Regions from separate parts of the Macaca mulatta genome. Here all the other regions are linked to region 1. Evidence: chromatin contacts called from public Hi-C data. All regions are on one chromosome and are shown on one strand. Each heading gives the region's core, a stretch centred on a gene start, on an enhancer-like site or on the middle of the called end of the contact. The rest is flanking DNA. Distances are from core to core; before and after follow the strand shown. Region 1 holds the start of ERBIN (erbb2 interacting protein). Region 2 holds the start of SREK1 (splicing regulatory glutamic acid and lysine rich protein 1). Region 3 holds the start of NLN (neurolysin).

Evidence for each region. Hi-C and Micro-C count contacts between places; a contact is called where the count stands out from the background.
Region 2: a contact with region 1 is called in a Hi-C map of fetal cortical plate, with 4 times the contacts expected there. The contact joins the promoter of SREK1 here to the promoter of ERBIN in region 1. A contact is called at or near these places in 3 of 14 Hi-C or Micro-C datasets (CD4 T cells, fetal cortex germinal zone and fetal cortical plate).
Region 3: a contact with region 1 is called in a Hi-C map of fetal cortex germinal zone, with 2.9 times the contacts expected there. The contact joins the promoter of NLN here to the promoter of ERBIN in region 1. A contact is called at or near these places in 2 of 14 Hi-C or Micro-C datasets (fetal cortex germinal zone and fetal cortical plate).

Annotation. Positions count from the first base shown.
Region 1 is chr6:74,026,579-74,030,672 of T2T-MMU8v2.0, forward strand. ERBIN (erbb2 interacting protein) reads left to right here and starts at 1,666. Exons shown (of 26, transcript XM_078004796.1): 1 at 1,666-2,681.
Region 2 is chr6:74,257,542-74,261,635 of T2T-MMU8v2.0, forward strand. It overlaps SREK1 (splicing regulatory glutamic acid and lysine rich protein 1), which reads left to right and starts at 2,090. Exons shown (of 12, transcript XM_015140151.3): 1 at 2,090-2,327. The coding sequence starts at 2,167.
Region 3 is chr6:73,815,119-73,819,212 of T2T-MMU8v2.0, forward strand. NLN (neurolysin) reads left to right here and starts at 2,267. Exons shown (of 14, transcript XM_078004772.1): 1 at 2,267-2,438. SGTB (small glutamine rich tetratricopeptide repeat co-chaperone beta) reads right to left here and starts at 2,157. Exons shown (of 11, transcript XM_015140127.3): 1 at 1,965-2,157; 2 at 734-855. The coding sequence starts at 833.

The sequences.
Region 1 (4,094 bases), core at 416-2,915:
TATTCCATCCTGGGATGCCTTAGGAGAGTGACCCTTTCAGTTCAGAGCTATGCCACTGAGTTCTGATCAGACACAAAGCGGTTTTTGAAAATGGAGCAAGAAATCTTCCTAGCGATGATTACAAATAGCTTGTACAATATGTTAACTTTAGCTTTTTATGCAATGGTTAAGATTCATTTTCACATAAAATAGATATCCAGCTTGGTAACACTGGCATAGCTACTGTCATTTCCTAGCTTCCAGCGAATACTCTTACCTCTAATTCAGCACTGAATATATCTGAACACTTCAGTACTACCTGTAAATCTTCAACTTCTGCTCTATGCTAAATAACCTAATACCTGTATTAATTCCAGCAGTTCTTCAAGTAGTTAAAAATGCTCCCAATCTGAATAAAATAACTTGAATATCTTCGGCGTTATTTCAAGTGTTTGTATCTAACGTCAACTCATTTTGATAAATAATTACTTGGTGGAATTTACGAACTCTTTCCATTGGCAAGCCAAAAAAAAAAAAAAAAAAAAGTCTGTAGGGGATATAGCTCTTTATTCAAACTTGGTAATAAATAATTATCTCTGGAATACAGACGGAAGAACTGAACCAGAGACTTCAGGGACCCACAGGCTAATTATCATCACTGTACACAGTTAAGTACAGCAGAGAATGGGGGTGGCGAATGGTTTGCTCCGCAATACGCTCCTTCTCTGGGTAAAACAAGGCCGTCTTTTCTGTGAACATATTTAAAGCAAGAACTGCAAAAACTGTACAATGTTATGGTTGAGGCTTTCTATTTGCCATATGTGTTGACAGAATGCTTAAGAGTCTCTCTCCGCAATAAACGCAAACCCTGCCAGGCTGAATTATTAGGGCCAGTGCAATTCAACGACTGCACCACCACCCAACCGCTGGGGTTGGAAGCCTGCGTCGCATCGGAGCGTACCCATGTTTCCTCTAACAAAGGCACGATCTTGAGGCCATTTCGCGGGCCCTTTTTCCCCTCTCAGCGCCAGCTTTGTCTCCCCGCCGGTGTCAGGCTGGGACTTGGAGGAGGCTGAGCTGCGCCGTTGGGGAACAAGCTCGAAGGGCGGGCGTGGGAAGCTGCGCCGCGCTGCCGCTGTGGTTTCCTGCGACCTGAGCGTGCCATTAGAGGAAGGTGGAGTGCTGCAGCTGCAAGATACCTGCTGCCTTCAAATCAGGGCTGGACTCCAACAACCCCTGTGCACCGATTACTGTCGTACAAAGAAACTCCATCGGCCGGGGCGGCGGAGGCCTGTGGGCTATCTCCCTGGCTGGGCGCGGGGCCGCTAGCAGACAGCAGGGTCGGCGTCGCCAGCGTTCCCCACCTTGGGGGGCTCAGAAGTGGGGGAGTGCGGGGTCGGGGAGCGGGCGGGAGACAGGCCTCGGGTAGCCTGGGCCGGAGCGGGCCTCACGGCTCGCCTTTCACGGGAACCCACGGCCGCCGGCTGCCCCTCCCACAGCCCCCGGCCCACCGCCCCCCGCCGCCGACGTCGGCCCGCACCGCCCCCGCGCGCTGACTGGCCCGCGCCGGCCTCCTGCCCGGCTGTTGGCGGTTGGGGCGAAGCCGGCGGGAGACCGCCCCGCCCCCGCCCCCGCCGCGGAGCCGCGGCGCGCAGCCTCTTCACCCGTCGCGGCCGGGGCGGTGGCGCTGTTGCCGCCGCGGCTTGTGAGGCAGTAACTCCCCTCCGCCCCTGCCCCATTCCTCCTCCTTTCTCTCCGCTCCCTCCATCCTCCCTCCCCTCGCGGTCTCTCGCCCGAGTGAATGTGGCGCGGCGGCGCGGGACGCAGCCTCGGCCCCTGCCGCGGCCCCGCAAGCTCGTGAGAAGACAGAGCTGCCGCCTGCTCCCGCCCCCTGCGCGTCTCGGGGAGCCACCGCCGCTGGGGAAGGAGAACGAGCAGGGCAGCGGAGGGACGGCGGCGGGAAAACGGGAGAGGGAGAAGAGGGTTCGAGGGCGAGTAGGGAAAGCGGGGAGGGACGGACGGAAGGACGGACGGCCCGACGGACGGCCCGGGCAGGGGGCCGCCATTGAGCCTGCCCGACTCCTCGGCTCCGGCTCCGGGTGGCGGCGGCAGCGGCGTCGCGGACGAAGGGCGCGGCAAGCTCTATCGAGACAATAACCCTGCCGCCCGGCTCTGGGGGCGGCAGAGAGGAAGCGGTGGCGGCCTAGCGCAGCCGAGGCTCGCCGAGCGCCCGGGCAGTGTCCTCGCCCCCGCCGGCCGGGTGCCGTTGCCGTCCGGTGTGCGGGGCGCGCCGGTTGCCCGGAGCCCGAGGCTCCCGGCGGCTGTCCCTTCCCCTCCCCCTCCCCGGTGCGCGTTGAGCTGGTTTTCCGGGTTCCCCTGGACGGAGCTGGATTCTGCTTCTCGCCAAGGCAGGAAGTGAGTTTCGCACTGCAATTCCGGGCAGTGTCACGAGTGAAAAGTTTTTTTTTTTTTCGGCGGAGATCCTAGTTGGGGCTGGGAAACTCCTGCAAAACTAGAGACCAGGAAGCCAGCCCGCACCCCAACCCCCACCAAAGCCACCTACTCTTCTGCGGGAGGCCAGTCCACATCCGCTCTCACCCGAGAGAGAAATTCAGCTGGATCCAAAGTGACTAATGAAGGCAAGGAAATCATGTCAAGCGAAGCCTTGAAAAAGCTGCCCTGAGACGCTGTCGCGCCGAAAGGTAATTTTCACGAAAAGTGTCTCTGAGTCACAAAGTTCATGGGACTTTGTGACTTGGAAAAGAGATGATCTTTTAGTGTTTTTCACTTTTCTCCAAGTTACCCTAAATCTTCCTCTCTTCATATCGAAGCGGATAATAATTGAGAGGCTAAATAATCGAACTGCAACCCCCCTGTCTCCCCTCTCCCCCCTCCCCGCCCCACCATCTGGACTTTGGATTTTTTGGAAGAGGTTGTAAGAATGCGGTGGGACAAAAAGTTTTCAGCAATCCGAAGAAGGAGTGCCTTTGTTCCCAGGGGCCAGAAGTTTTGGCTTTCTGGAACGTATAGAGTGTATATTAAGTTGCTCAGCCTGGTACCTTCTGTTTGAGAAGAAAGTTTGGTCGCTGCAGCGAGTGATTTGCTGTTATTGAGATGGCTGCCGCGTTTGTTTATACTCCTACCGATTATATTGGCGCTTGCGTTAATCGTATATAGAGGTTTTTATTGTTTTATTTCCAACTATGATCAGTATATTTAGTTAGATTTTAGAAACCAAAAAATCTTGCCATTCTTAGTTGTTTTTCAGGGTAATATATTTCTTTAGTTGTGTGTAATTGTTTTTTTTCAGACGTTTAGCGCTGTATAACTTGTTTAATTGAAAGCAAGTATCGACTAGACTTTTCTTGTAACTGATCCATTACGAAGAAAAAAGGAGTAAGGACTAATAATAAAGAGAGAGACATAATTAAACAATAATAACAACAACCTGTAAGACGTTTGATAGGACTTCTGTGCAGTTCAGAACAGACTATATGGGAAGGGAAGTAAAACGCTTGAAACGATTTTCAAGGGAATCACAGTGATTGTGATAAAAAGCTATGCTTTTTGAGTAGTATGGTATTTACATTTTTGTGTTGGCCCAAATGTTTTTGGTCGGTTCTGCATAAATAGTGGTAGGTTCTGCCTACATCTGTGGGGACAGGATTCATGAAGCATGGCAGACATTCCACCAGTCAGAGCTATGAACACTTCTGAACCAATGGGGACTAGTTTTGATAGCAGCAAACCCAAAGCTTTTTTCAGTGGTGTTTTAGTCTTTTTCTGTTTAGCTTTTTGGTGCAGGGAGGTGAAATACAATACTGTAGTTCTGAATATATATTGAATAAATTTGGTAACCTGTTGGTAGGTATATCCTGAATATATATTGATGTTTAGATCGCCTGTACTGTCTCACGTAATGACCGGAAACCCGAAGAGAGAGTTGATTTTCTTTAGTTCAAAGAGAAAAAATAGGTTTTAAAGATCAGGATCAAATTATTTCACAATTTGTTCTTTGCTACTTCAGCTTCATTAAGTACATCTCCAAAGGCAGTCTTTTATTTATTACAGTAGTTTTGATTTTTTTTTTTCCTCCCCAGGGCATGGTCTCAGGA
Region 2 (4,094 bases), core at 840-3,339, 230 kb after region 1:
CTTAGGGTCCCTTTACATTCTTAAAAATTATTAAGGACTCTAAAATGCTTTTATTACTATCCATATTAGAAATTAAACCTGAGAAATTTGGTACTTTGAGATTCATTTAAAAATAATTATAAGCCCATTTTGTTAATATAAATAATGCATTTTTTTCCTTCGAAACTGAGACCTAAGGCAAAAATGATGCTTTTTTATGATAAAATATTTTCCCAAAACATTGGTGAGAAGAGTGGCATTGTTTTACATTTTTCAAAACTTTTTAATGTCTGGTTTAATAGAAGACAGCTGAATTCTCCTATGTATGTATTCTTTATTTTTTTTAACTTTTATTGTAGATCCAGGGGTACATGTGAAGGTTTGTTACATAGGTAAATTCATGTCATGGGGTTTGTTGTACAGATTATTTCATCATCCAGGTATTAAGCCCAGTGCTCAATAACTTTCTGCTCCTCTCCCTCCTCCCACCCTCCACCCTCAAGTAGACCAGTGTCTGACGTTTCCTTCTTTGTGATCGTGAGTTTTTTGTGTATTCAATCTGTTGTGATATGTTTTGGTTGAAATATATGGGGGAAATCTGATCTCATAAAGATAAGGTGTTGGAAAAAGGAAAACTATTTTATAGCCTTTCCAAGTAGTTCTAGATATTATTCTTTGACACTGTACCAAACTTACATGTGGTAGTTTCTTAGCCTGCATTGCAGTGTGGACTGAATCTGAAACCACTTCAATTAAGTACTGAAATCCAACAGTCTATCTTGCACATACCAGAATCTTTTTGCCTTTGTAACGGCACCCACTGGCCATTTGAATAATAGGTGTCCACTAAGTTGTAAAAATCACAAAAATGTTGACATATTTCATTATATAATGTCAAAAATAAATTGTTAATATCATGCTTCTCTTACTAGAAAAGTCTCTAAGTACTGGAAAGCTGTCAAGCTTAAGTTGGTGGATACATGTGTAACAAAATTTGTATTTTCCCGTGAAAATTCAGAGCTACACTAGTGTTTTTTCGGAGACAACCATTTCACTTGGGCATGTAGCGGCAGTAGTTTCCATTTTTTCACACATATTCTTTAAAAGACGTGTATGCAAGCATGGATTTGAAAATATATATATAATTTTTAGTTCTTTATGAAGGACATTTTTAAAGTGAAACTAGCATATTTTAAAACCTGAAATGTTGTATGATGTGAAGAATACAAAATGCAACTACCAGTACAGACTGGCGCCACTGCCTTGATTGCTGTTAAGGTGTCAGCAGTTTAATCTTTCACGTTACTAGTGCAAATGTCAACAAAGTGAAAAAGGTCAACAAACTCTTAATATTATTATGAAAATCGTTTTGACCTTGCCAACCCACTGAAAAGGTCTCGGTACCCTTAGGGATCTGCGGAGGGCATTTTGGGAGCAGCTGCCCTGGACTCACTACTGTTGTCTCTCATTAGGTTGCAAGTTCTATGTGAACTGTCTGTAACTGTCTGTTACGTGCCCTTGCCTCATAGTGCCTGGGACATAGCACTCAATAAACATCAATACCTGTGGAAAGAGCGAGTAAATACAGGTTATAAACCTTGATCTTACTGCCTCTTTCCTTAATTCAACCTGAACCTACACATTTTGTAAAATTTTGTTTTTTTCACAATTAGGACGCTTGCCAATTTTTTTAAATAGTTGGAGTTGGGGTGCTGCCTGTATGTGATAAGGATGCCCTATAGTTTGGTCAAGTGTTTTTCTGTGTTACCCAAGAGTCATTCCTCCTTTACAGTCCCGCACCAGCAGGCCAGGCCGCTTGGTTTCCCAGTCCGAGACCGGAAGGAACCGGGTAGACAGGAGCACAAGATTCGCATCGACTTTTGGGGAAAACAAAAACACCGAAAAACAAAACACTCGCGGAGAAACCAGCAGCAGCAACAGCCCCAGGCACCCGGGAGCAGGAAGCCGCAGCCCCGCGAGACCCGCCGGGTTGCCGGGGCGACGCTTCCGGCTGGCGCGCGCAGCCCCGGGAGCAGGGGAGTTGTGAAATGGGCGGCTAGATCTGCCCGGCGCTGTGAATTCGCCAGCGGGAGCGCGCTCGCGGCCGCGCGTTCTCCGCTTTCCCGGTTCCGTCGCTGACGCGTCGTAGACGTTGGGGAGCGGGAAGGCAGCGGCAGCGGGGTCGGGATGAACAGCGGCGGCGGCTTCGGTTTGGGCTTAGGCTTCGGCCTCACCCCCACGTCGGTGATTCAGGTGACGAATCTGTCGTCGGCGGTGACCAGTGAGCAGATGCGGACGCTTTTTTCCTTCCTAGGAGAAATCGAGGAGCTGCGGCTCTACCCCCCGGAGTAAGTGCTGGTGCTCGGCTGGGGGAGGGGCGCGGGCGCCATAGAGACCTCGGGAGCCGAGGCGTGGGGGAGAGCGCGGACGCGGGCGCGCGGTGCGTGTCACGTGATCGCCCGGGCTTACCTTAGTGCCCATGTTTGATTACGGCACCGGGTTCCGCCGTCCGGCTCTCCTTACTAGTCGGATTTGGGGGGTTAACTACTGCACGGAGCCCTTACCAAGGATTTAGAATGGTTGCCCTTTCCGTGCCTCCGGGACTTGTGTTAGCTCATGGGTCTTCGAATTCCGTGCCCCCTCCTCCTCATTTCCCCCCGAACTTAAGATGGCCGCAGGTGGGCCCGGAACAGCCCTATGGCAAACGCCTCATCGCGTTTTTGCACTCTGAAAATCGCGGAGACCGCGCGTGAGCCACTGTCCGGTTTTTAAGGCCTTGGTGTCAGGCCGTTTTGCTGACGAGAAAGCCTGCTGTTGATGACAAGATGGAACTGGGGCTGTATTTGTTTCCCAGGACGGTCACACAAAACTTAGCATCTTGATTTATCTAACCGAGCGCATCCATGTTCCCAAAGATATGTCTGTTCGCCGTTTTGGCAACAGATTAAATTTTTCTCCTGAAAGGTCACACTGTCCCAGAGCTTTCAGAAAAAGTGTCAGTCGGTGCAGGGTTATCCCTGCCGTATACATTTAAAATCCAGATCTTGGCTGGCATTCACGGCTCGCGGCCACTTCCCAGATGGTGTATTTTGGAATGGTAAAATTTCCCTCGTACGATATTATCTATTTAGAAAACTCGCAAGGGGTTTGCAGGTTGTTCACATTCTTGCACACATAAACATTTTTTTTTTTTGATAGTAGATCTTACAGTATTAAGATCCTCTGTTTTTTGTTCGTTATATCAAAATCCTTTGAGGGAAGGGGTAATTGTTACCCAAGATTTCTTTCTTTAAAAAAGAAATTGATTTATTTCCTAGTGATGCATTTAGACCTGTTTTTCTTTAGTTTTCTATCTTAGGTTATAACAGTGCTGCTGCATAGCTATGTCAAAGTTGTGTGGTTATTTTTTACTTTTTAAGTTTTTCTTGTCTGCTTTTTGTTTTGGAATATTTCATCCATACAGAAAAGTTGAAAGAGTAATACATTGAACATCCATGTTCCCTTCACGAGCATTTTGTCTTTTTTTGGCTACAGTTGATTATTAAAATTTCCCCAGTTATTCTAATAATGCTTTTTTGTCTGTTTTTGATGTAGTATATAATTAGATATACTGTCTCCCTTGAATATGCCAAGTAATCCATGTATTAATAGTTATCTCCTTTAATCTAGTACAGTCCCGTCACCTTTTAAAACATTTGAAAGTCGTGACATTGACATTTTGTTCTGTAGTTCATTTTGTCTTGTAAAATGACCCATAATCTGAGTTTATATAGATGAGATATATAGAGATATGTGCATATATATATCTCTCTCTTTATATTTCTTCATGACGAGATTCAGGTAGTACATTTTTGACGAGAATACTGCATAAGTGCACGCACATACATTTTGATTGATTAACCATGGCATTATTGCTTTAATTAACTTTTGGAAATGCTTTCAGCCATCTCAATTTAAGCTCTCAGAACATTTCTTAATAATTGAGAATTATTTGGGGTGAGTGCCGTATCCTGCAGGCATTGGAATCAATCAGTAAAATATTTTGTACATGAACCTTTGTAAATCTTGCTTTCAAGGCTGTGGTAATATGGTATCTCATAGGTAGAAGAAATATA
Region 3 (4,094 bases), core at 1,017-3,516, 210 kb before region 1:
AAACTGGATGCTTTCCTATTAGGAAATGCAGACAACAAGATCTTCAGAGTATTAACCAGGCTTTATCACATATCAGCTGTGTTATCTGGTTATGCTATTTGGTTTCATTTTCTTTCTTTTTTTTTTTTTTTTGAGACAGGATCTCCCTCATGGCCCAGGCTGGAGTGCAGTGATGGGATCTCAGCTTACTGCAGCCTCCGCCTTCTGGGTTCAAGCCATTCTCCTGTCTCAGCCTCCCGAGTAGCTGGGACTACAGGCAAGTGCCACCACACCTGGCTACTTTTTGTATTTTTAGTAGAGACAGGGTTTTGCCATGTTGCCCAGCCTGGTCTCGAACTCCTGACCTCAAATGATCCACCAGCCTCAGCCTCCCAAAGTGCTGGGATTACAGGCATGAGCTACCAAGTCTGGCCCTGGTTTCATTTTCTCACTTGTTAAATGGGGATAATACTAACATAACAGTTGCTGTGAAGAAAACATTGCCTATAATATGAACAGCATACTTTCTACATATAGTATTTGTTCAATAAATAAACAATAGTCCTCTTAATTTGATGTTAAACAAAACAAGCTTCAGAAAATGGAAATACGATAACCTTATAATCAGGCCTCTCCTTGAAAGATCAAAGAAAATTCTGATTTTTGTTACAATAGATCATCAAGCTGGGCTTACAGCTATTTTAGTCCTCGTTTATAATTATGATATAAATGAACACAAAGAGCAGATGCATACCTTCCAAACTTTCTTGTTCGTCGGAGGTGTAAGTGTCCATCTGACTTTGTTCCCGTAAGAAACGAATAACCGCATAAACCAGGTGCTTGATAGATGACATTTTAGAAGCTTAAACACTTTTCCTTGATAAGAAAAATGAAAACACTGAACTAAGTTATTCTGAAGAATCAATCAGAAAAGTCATAAATTACAAAGATGATACGGGTTATAAACTGTATTAAAGGTAAAAACAAAACACAAAACTGTATGACCTTTCATCTTTTTTTTTTTTTTTTAAGAGTCAGGAGAGCACAAAGTATTGTGAAGGTAATTTATTACATATTTTCATTAATACCCAGTGGTATAAGAGTATGTTAAATCTTGGAACAAGTAAAAATGTCTTCAAAACAAGTACAGCATAAGCTTAGACTGTCACTGAGTATCTCACCATACCGAAATCCCCTAAAGGCCTCAGTACTAAGTTGAGAGGCTTTCATACTGCTGACTAAAAGCTGATCTATAACCAAGCATCTTCCTCTATTTCATGGGACCTAAAAAAAGTATTAATAATGTACACTACCTACTTTTTGTAGGTTGAGAGTTATTTGATGAGGAAACACATTCGCGAAAGGTTGTTCAACTGGTGAGTGTCGTTCTTAATAAAAATGGCATTTCTATTTAATCAGCAGACATGTCAGGAAATCGCTGCCCAAGTCGATGGATACTACAAGTCGACCGGCGCTCCCTGCAGAGGCTGTGCTCTCGTGGACAAGCTGGAAGCTCCCGGTCATGTTCATTCACATGGAATACTATCGCATCCAAACAGTGGCGCAGGGCCAGCCGGCATTCATGGCTGATTTCCACTAAATCGCATCATCCATCTGTTCCCCAGGTTCCCTAATTCAAAGCCAGGGTGTGGTACCCGCCGCTATAATGTTTATGATTTGTGTAGTTATTTTAAAGGCGATGTCAGCCTCTAGGCCACGGGGTCACAAGCAATAAATAAGGCCCCAGGGCAGAAGGTAAAAACAGAAAGGGGGGAAAAGGGGGTGCAAAGAGGGAAAGAGATGCCCAGCCTCGTCCAGGCTTCTCCCCCTTCCTCTCCCCAGAGCGCATCGAGCTCCCCCTCCCTCCCGTCCTCCCTCCGGCACCCGGCCTTGCCTCGGCCCTGCCCGGTGTGCAGCGAGTGCCAGTGCGGGCCTCGGTCCGGGGCGGAGGGAGGCGCACCCTCGCCAGACAGAAGCCCCCTTACCAAGCAGGAGGACGCGAGACGACGGCTGCTGGCCCGCGGGGTTCCGTAGGCCGGCCCGCCCGACCCCTAGTCCTCGGGGCTGAAGCCTGGCTCGGGATCGCAGCACTGGGCGAGGCGGCGCAAACCTCCCCGGCCCCCAGGGCGCCAACCCCAGAGCCCACCCGGCTGTGCTCTAGCTCCAGCGGCCGGGTCTGGCCAGCACCGCCCCTGGGGCGGGGCCGGACGCGCGGGCTGGGGCGGGGCACGGCGCGGGGCGGGGCTGGTAGGCGCCGGCGTGGAGCTGCCGCACGTGGGAGGGCGCTGGCCCGGCAGCCACTGTGGCCTCTGCGGCTAGGCCGGCTCGCGACTCCCGGGCGCCGAGGCGCTGCCGCACGCCTTGTCGCGCCACGCTGAAGGACCACGCGCCCACCGCCGCCAGCCTCTCAGCGCTCCCATGATCGCCCGGTGCCTTTTGGCTGTGCGAAGCCTCCGCAGGTACCTCCAGCGCGCGGGTTAACCTTGGCCGTGGGCAGGGCGGGGTCTTTCGCCGTGTGGTGCCTGGAGCCCGGACCCAACCCTTCCCGACCGCGCCTCTCCTACGCTCCTGGGACGCACCCTCCCCGCGGCTTGCAAAGTGGACCCCTGGGCACACCTGGCGCGGCCACCTGGGGCCACCTTTCCCGCCTCCGCTCCCTCGGGAGGACGTCCATTCCCCTTTGTTTGGGACTGCCTCAGCCGCAGTCAGCGAGGCTGGTCACAGACGCGGCCCAAAATGAATGCAAATAGTTTGGATAAGAAAATCATTTCACTTTCAACCCCAATGCAGAACTGCACACCTGTCATTAAAAGTGCCGCAGCTGTGGACTCAGAACAATTTTGTTTGCTCCTTGCGCCCATTATTAGCGTTCCAATCGTTTAACATCCACCTGAGATGAAACCTCTTTGGTGGTGTTGCTTATTTCCGTCCATGCTCTCTAACTTCCTTTTTTATTTTCCTCCTCCCCATGAAACAAACATTCTGCCTCTTGCTGGTGCAAATTGACCTGGCCCAAAATGGAGAAAATGATCGCTTGTACACGGCCTTGGGCAGCCTGAGCTGCTGTTTTGGATTGCTTCCTAGCCCTCTAACCACACCCCACTGCAACAGACCAGTAGCAAGATGGTGAGGGAATTAGATTCTTTGCACGAATGCGCTGGTTTTCGGAAACAATGCCGCCACCATCCCCGTTTCCAAATCTGCCCAGGACTGTAAATCCAAATGAAGATTCAACAGAAAAAAGAAAATGTGTGCTTCTTGCTAGCTATCAACAAAACTACTTTGTAACATGTCAGCATTTAAGCTTTCTACAGTTCCCTTTTGCACATTGCCACTCCTCTGAATGGATGGAGCTTTTTGTTGCTCAGTCCGTAGAGTTAGGGAGCAGGCAGGCGACAGTGGTAATTACAAAGAGTTAATGTGATGATCTGTGATATTTCAGCCTGTCGTTTTTTGCTGGTCTCCAGGCTGCAATCGATATAACTGTCAAATGAAGTTATACCAAGAAATGAAGATCTTCACATAATGCAGGTGTGAGAAGAGGAAATAAATCTTCATATAAGAGCAATTCTCAAACTTTTTATTCTCAGGGCCCCTTTACCTTTCAAAAATTACCGTGGACCTAAGAGCTTCTGTTTGTATGGTATATATGTTTATATTTACCATATTAGACATTAAAGCTGGAAAAATTTTAAGTATTTGTTAATTTACAAAACAGTAATAAATAGGCTACGTGCCTAAATAATGATTTTAATGAAAAATAACTATTTTCCAAACCACCCCCCCCCCCATCAGTGAGAAGAGTAACATTGTGGGGTTTTGTTTTTAAAATTGTGGTAAGATATAACAAAATTTACCATTTTAATAATTTTTAAGGGTACAATTTAAAGTGTGCAATTGAGAGGTACAGCCAACACCACTGTCCATCTCCAGAACTTTGTCATCATCCCAAACTGAAATCCTGTACCTATTACATAATAACTGCCCATTACTTCCTCCCCAAAGCCCTGGTTAACCATTATTTTTTCTTTATGAATTTGACTATTTCAGGTCCCTTATATAAGTGGAATTATACAATACTTGTCCTTTTGAGTCTGGTTTATTTAGTATAGTGT